Regions from separate parts of the Sus scrofa genome. Here region 2 is linked to region 1. The links are chromatin contacts, called in public HiChIP or PLAC-seq maps. All regions are on one chromosome and are shown on one strand. Each heading gives the region's core, a stretch centred on a gene start, on an enhancer-like site or on the middle of the called end of the contact. The rest is flanking DNA. Distances are from core to core; before and after follow the strand shown. Region 1 overlaps CHST11 (carbohydrate sulfotransferase 11). Region 2 has its middle 69 kb from the start of CHST11.

The links. HiChIP or PLAC-seq counts read pairs in DNA pulled down with a chosen protein or histone mark.
Region 2: an H3K27ac HiChIP or PLAC-seq map of alveolar macrophages shows a contact between it and region 1. The contact joins two enhancer-like sites. A contact is called at or near these places in 3 of 47 Hi-C or Micro-C datasets (embryonic fibroblasts and epiblast stem cells) and 1 of 2 datasets of contacts at active chromatin or transcription factors (alveolar macrophages).

What each region holds. Positions count from the first base shown.
Region 1 is chr5:79,857,288-79,860,750 of Sscrofa11.1, forward strand. All of the region lies in intron 2 of CHST11 (carbohydrate sulfotransferase 11), which reads right to left. Among named protein-coding and RNA genes, the nearest start is that of CHST11, 210 kb to the right of the region's middle. Within about 2 kb of position 2,069, at least 8 of the 83 cell types and tissues checked have an H3K27ac peak or open chromatin away from gene starts, as enhancers often do. A contact at or near this core is called in alveolar macrophages, where this site is marked.
Region 2 is chr5:80,135,916-80,138,943 of Sscrofa11.1, forward strand. No RefSeq gene overlaps it. Among named protein-coding and RNA genes, the nearest start is that of CHST11, 69 kb to the left of the region's middle. Within about 2 kb of position 1,731, at least 21 of the 83 cell types and tissues checked have an H3K27ac peak or open chromatin away from gene starts, as enhancers often do. A contact at or near this core is called in alveolar macrophages, where this site is marked.

The sequences.
Region 1 (3,463 bases), core at 819-3,318:
CGCCCAGAGATGAAGGCTTTGGTGACATCTCTGTCTTTTTATCCCAGGAGTTCAAAGAACCCCACACCCATTCTGCCACATTCAGGCTTCACCGTATTGCATTAAACATGATTGCAGGTAGAATGCCTGGCCAGCGACTTAGGTGAAGGCACAGTCTACATCATATGGACTCCACCACACAGTGTCAGAACAGTGTCAAAACAGGGGCTTGTACTCCTGACCACAGGCCCAGAGTTTTCATGGAAATGACCAAAAATACATTCGGTGGTGGGGGAGTGGGGTGGACTGGGGATTTGGATTGGCATATGCACACCGAGGTATGTGCAATGATTTGCGACCTGTACTGCAGCTCGCAGCAATGCTGGATCCTTAACCCACTGAGCGAGGCCAGGGATCGAACCTGCATCCTCACAGAGACTATGTCAGGTTCTCCCGAATGCTGATTTTAATGCTTCCATTTTTCACATGAGCTGGACTCAGCAGCCAGTTTTTATTCCTACCCAAGAAGAAAACAACAGTGAAGATAACTTTTTTTAAAAAGTTACAGTGGTTTTAGCTAATTGAAAAGAAAACTACAAACGAAGTGACTCAACGCTTAGAGTGCACAGAAGATGTGACTGCAAGGGAACATCTCAGTTTTCACAGACCCCGCACCCTCTCCCCTCTCCCGCATTCTCTCCTGCCAACTCCTTTGAATAGAAAGCTATTAACCGGATTCTCACCTTATTTGTGGTGCATGTTATTTTGATGAAAACAATCTTGCTTTTTCCTTCTTTCCAATCCTTTCTCTGCTCAATTGATTTCCTGTGGCTCCATGGGAATCATTTATATTTAAATCTTCACTTGAGTCCCAAGAGTTTTAGCCCCTCTGAATGGGGACATAATTGCTATTACACAAATCTAAAATGCTCTCAAGAACTTCATGCAGACGCATCCAGCTTTCCACAGGGAATCTACCCAGTTATGACCTAAACTGTGATTTTTCTGCAGAGTGGTATTAAATCAAAAATATATGGGAGCATTTTGTGAAAGTGGTGTATGGGACATGGGAAGGGTGGATAGTAAAGATATGACAGTAGAGGGAAATCTTCTCGGGAGAGGGAGCTGGGAAAGCCCATGCAGGCGCAGAGCTGGCGGCAGGGATACAGCCTCTCCCCCATGTTCAAGGCCAGGTGCCCCCCTCAACCCACTCCAGCCTTGACATGTCATGGGGATGGACATGAGACAGCACTTATCAGTGTCTAGCACAGAGAAGCATCAAATAGAGTTAGTACCATCCATCATATAATTATAGAGCTCCAGAAAATGTTGTTAAAGAAATAATGAACGGACCAGGCTCACTTCTTGCTAGCTTCCTAGATGGGGGGTGCAGCGGGGGGGGGGGTCTTGCCCCAGCCTTAACCAGGACACAACACACCAATGAAGGGCTCACGGGTCCCCTTGATATGGGCTAGGACAGTCACTGCCCTGCCCTTGACAATAGAAAAAGCTTCCAACGTGATTCTGGCAAGAGGGAAGCATGTTTGCTGTGGGAGGCAGCAGGTGATTTACAGCCCTGAGGTTGCAGGTGGGTAGGAAGAACGTTTGGCTGGGGCCACATCAAGGAACAGTATGAGATCTCCAGGTATTTTTCTGAGCCTGTTCTTCTTTTTTAATACCTTTTTTTTTGGCTACACCCACGGCACATGGAAGTTTCCTGGCCAAGGATCAAATCCATGCCACAGTTGCAACCTGTGCCACAGCTGTGGCAATGCTGGATCCTTAAGCTGCTGCACCACAAGGGAACTTCCTGAACCTGCTTTTCTAACAGCAAACGTTCTATTCACAGTTAAAAATCCAGTGGAATCGGTCTCCTGAAGGCTTGTATCTCATTTGCAAAGTGGAAGGATGGGAGCCGTGGGTCCCCAAGGTTCTCTTCTGCTGGAACAGCCTTAAAGCACACTCGGGGTTTACTGACAGCAATAACCACACACCTCAGTGTTTTCTGAGAATTATAAGCCCATCGGATGCCATGCTGAGAAGTGACGCACAAAAAACCTGACCACACGGTTGCCAGATACAAGTGTGAACCTACCCCCTCCACACACTGGCTGCGGGCAGGAAATACAGAACGACAGCCCCACCCCCTGCCCAACAGCATTAAACAGGAGCAAATGCGATTGTGATGTGATAACAGCGGCTCGGGGACCAGAAGACGACATCTGGGTTACTTCTCAAGCTAAAATCTCAGGTTGGGAAGAAATTTTTTCATGGGTGCTATCTAGAATAAGATTGCTCTGGACAGAAAAGTCCACTTTCTTAGAAGGAATTTTGAGCTAAATGAATCTTGGCATCCATCCTTGCGTCTCACCCCCGAGCATCTGCCCACTTCCAGAAGGTGCCTAAAGACACCTGGGGCTCAAATCCTTGCCCCCTGCTTTCTAGCCATGATTATGGGCCATTTTTTAAGCTCTTTGGACTCAGCTTCTTCATCTATAAAATGGGCATCTCATAGCATCAACTTGATGGGGTGACTGGAGGAGGAAATGAGATAATCTGAGTAAAGCACCCAGCATGGTGTGTGGTACACAGTAAGCGCCCAATAAAAGGGAGCCATTATTATGGGTCGTGATTACTGCTGTGCTGGCTTTGATTTATATATATTTACCTAGGAGCTCTCATGTGCAAGGCGCTTTTGAGAATTCATTCAAAACCTTTGGCTTGAGCACCCAAATGAGATGCCAACAAGGCATAAAACAGTTGGTGCGAAAATGATGGCCCCAGAAGTGCTGGTGACTGGCATGGGCCCTGATGGCTTCCCATTGCAACTCCTAAACCTTCAGCTCCATCACAACCCTTCCCAGCAGCTGGCCACACCCAGAGAGGCTGCTGCATGAACTGGAGGTTTGCGGCTTCCATGCCTGAGAAGGACCATGGGCCTTCTAAGTTGGGACCTATACAAACAAGTCTCAAACCAACCCTTACAGACAGACTGAGGGAAGCAAATCCACAAGAGAAAGCCTTAAGATACAGTCATCTCCACCACTGCAAGCCTTGTCCAGAACCTAAAACTCTAAATCAAGAACCTGTAGAGAGTGACCACAGGAACTGAATTTGTGTGAGCCTCGTGGGTACCAGCATCAAGTGTCCTCTGCCTTATGACAGCAATCAGCAACCAGCTACTGGGCTATAGTGTCTTCTGCACCTGGGCAAGCTGGGAAAAGCAGAGGAGTGCCTCTTAGAGAATGACCGTCCCTCAGTCTGGCACCTAGGGGCAGTCAGCCAAGCCCTGGAGCGTGGCAAGAGAGGTTGAGCTGCTGTTCATCTGACTTTTAGGCAAAGTCAGGTCAACCCTAGGGAATCGCTAGGTAGCTGTGTTTTGAATGAATTTCTGCAACCATCAGAAAACACCAAAGGATAACAGGACAGGAAGGATGCAAATTGATTCGGATACCAGGGAATACAAAGACAGAGAGCGGGGCCC
Region 2 (3,028 bases), core at 481-2,980, 280 kb after region 1:
CATTTATTAATAATGGCCTCTAATTTTAATTCCTTTTTTTTTTTTTTTTTTTTTTTTTGCTTTTTGGGGCACACGTGCGACACATGGAAGTTCCCAGGCTAGGGGACAATCGGAGCTGTAGCCCCAGCCCATGCCACAGCCACAGCAATGCCAGATCCGAGCCGTGTCTGCAACCTACAACACAGATCCCAGCAACACCGGATCCTAACCCACTGAGTGAGGCCAGGGATCAAACCCTCATCCTCATGGATCCTAGTCAGGTTTATTAACCGCTGAGCCACGAAGGGAACTCCTGACTTTAATTCTTATAAACTCACATAATGTTTACATGGTTATAATCACGGATAGATAGGCCACACATACATAGGTACATATATACACACACAGTTGTGTGTATAATTTTTTCTCTCAAAACTATTCTGCAAATCTTTCTTCATGTTTTATAGTCACTACATAATTTTAAATATCAGCACAGCAATTTTTTCTCAATACGCCACCACCTTCTTAACCAAAGTCTATGATTTCCTTGAGTTGTCCGCTGTTACAGGCCATGCTGTGATGAAACTCTTTTGCATGTGGCATCTTCCCATGCCTACTGCTTCAGCGATTTTCGTCTTCCTTCCTGTCCCGTGGAAAAGAGAAGAACTTTCCCTGGAGCCTCCTGTGAAGCACTCCTCTGCCCTTCGGTTACCATCATTAAGGCACAGAGCTTCGAACTGTCCCGGATTATTTGAATGGGTCCAAAGCAAAAGGATCCTTAGAAGAGGGAGGAAAGAGGATGAGGGTAAGCAGAAGATGGGATGATGGAAGCCAGAGGTCAGAGTGATGCCAGAAGGTGGGGGGGTCACGAGCCAAGGAATGTGGGTGGCCCTGGAAGATGGGGAGACGAATTATTCCCTGAAGCCTCTAAAAACAACTCAGCTCTGCCAACACCTTGCTTATAGACTCTGGACACCAGAACTTCAAGGGAATAAATCTGCATTTTTTTTTCTTTTTGGCCACACCCACAGCATGCAGAAGTTTCCAGGCCAGGGATCGCACCCATGGCACAGCAGTGACAACCCTCTGTGCCACCAGGGAACGCCAAATGTACGTTGTTTTCAGCCACTCCATTTGTAGTCATCTGTTAGAGCAGCAGTAGAATGTGGATGCATCTGCCGCTAGGGCTGGGGTAGAAAAGGCACAAAGAGTAGCAATAAAAGAGTGATGATAAAAATACCTTCAAAGCCCCATGGAGGGCTCACTAGGTCCTGCACATCCTAGAGCAGGAGGCTCCAAGGAAAGTTCTTCTCTTTTCCACAGGACAGGAAGGAAAATGAAAACCTAAATTAGGGCGTCACAACTTTATGAGATGGTGTCATCATCATCCCCAGGTGGCAGACGTGAAGCTGAGGTCACAAGGTTAAGTGACTTCCCAAGGTGGCACCGCCTGTGAGAGGTTGAGTCAGGATTTGGACTTGGCGCAGAATCTAGGAAAGAAGCTGCTCCAGACTCGGCGGAGGTGCAGTCAGGTGGCAGAGGCAGGAGCACCCTCGGCCTCCCAGTGGACTGCAGAGGGCTCTTCCCTGAAAGTGTATTGAATGAGGGGCTGGATCGTGTGAGGGATACGGCGCTGAGGAACAGCCCTCGAAGGGGACTGACGTAGATTCTTCAGGATGCGGCAGGACCGGCTGGAGGGTCACCGCTCAGAAGCTCTGGGAGGATGTTCTTGCCTCCGCAGCTGTGCTTTGGCGCCTCTGACTTCCGGCAGCCAGCTCCGCCCTCCCAAGCCATAGCACCTTTGCCTGCAGGGAAGCCTCAGAGAGGGTTGCAAACGCCATCAGCCCTCTGTCCCTGGGGTCTTTTTGCAGGCTCTGAATTCTAGAGCTCATCTCTCTAACGAACAAAATGCCTCACAGCCTTGTCTTCCGAGGCAGAGCTTCTTGGATCCACCGCCGGCCACTGCGAGAAACTGTGCATGCTGAGCGCCACCTAGTGGTGCCCAGGGTCCTCAACGTTTCTTCTCAAACCTGGTCCGGAAGGGCTCTTCTTCCTCTGAGGTCTCACCAGGGAGGTGACTTAGGGTGTTTCCCTCCCTATCGGGTCTGGGACACTTTCGAGAAGCCCATGGCCAGTTCCTCCTGAAACTCTGTGAGCTTATATTGGGATTGTCCCATCCTGGGCTCTGCCTGAGGGTCCAGGATGCTGGTTCTGGGTTGAGACACAGAATAATTCTTTTCATCATTTATCAGCTCTGTGACCTGATTGAGGGTGGGGAAGCTGTGTGGGGGAATCAGCATCTCATTGCAACATGAGAGGAACTAGCAGAGGAAAGTGAATTTCAAAAAGCTGTTGAGGAGTTCCCGTTGTGGCTCAGTGGCTAACGAATCCGACTAGGAACCATGAGGTTGTGGGTTTGGTCCCTGGCCTTGCTCAGTGGGTTAAGGATCCGGTTTGTCGTGAGCTGTGGTGTAGGTCGCAGACGCGGCTCGGATCCTTCATTGCTGTGGCTCTGGCGTAGGCCAGTGGCTTCAGCTCCGATTAGACCCCTAGCCTGGGAACCTCCATATGCCGTGGAAGCAGCCCTAGAAAAGGTAAAAAGACCAAAAAAAAAAAAAAAAAAGCTGTCGAGAATACACATTATTTGACGATTTAGATAAAATGGACCAATTCCTTGAAAAATACAAATGAATGTAACCCACTCAATGTGAACTAGATAATATGAATATACGTACAACTATTAAGAAAATGAATTTGTAATTAAAAGCTCCCCCTAAAAGATGTCTCCACACCCACCCAGGTGGTGTCACTGGAGGATTCTACAGAATACTTAAAGAAGAATTAACGCTATATACACGAGGAGGGCACATTTCCAGTTCACTTTATGAAGTTAGTATTATCCTAGTATTACCCTGATATCAAACCAGACAAAGGCAGTACAAAAAAAGAAAACTAAAGATCAATATTCTTCGTGAATATAGATACAAAATCCTTAATAAAATATTAGCAAGTGGAATCCAGCAGTATATACAAAGAATTTATCCCAGAC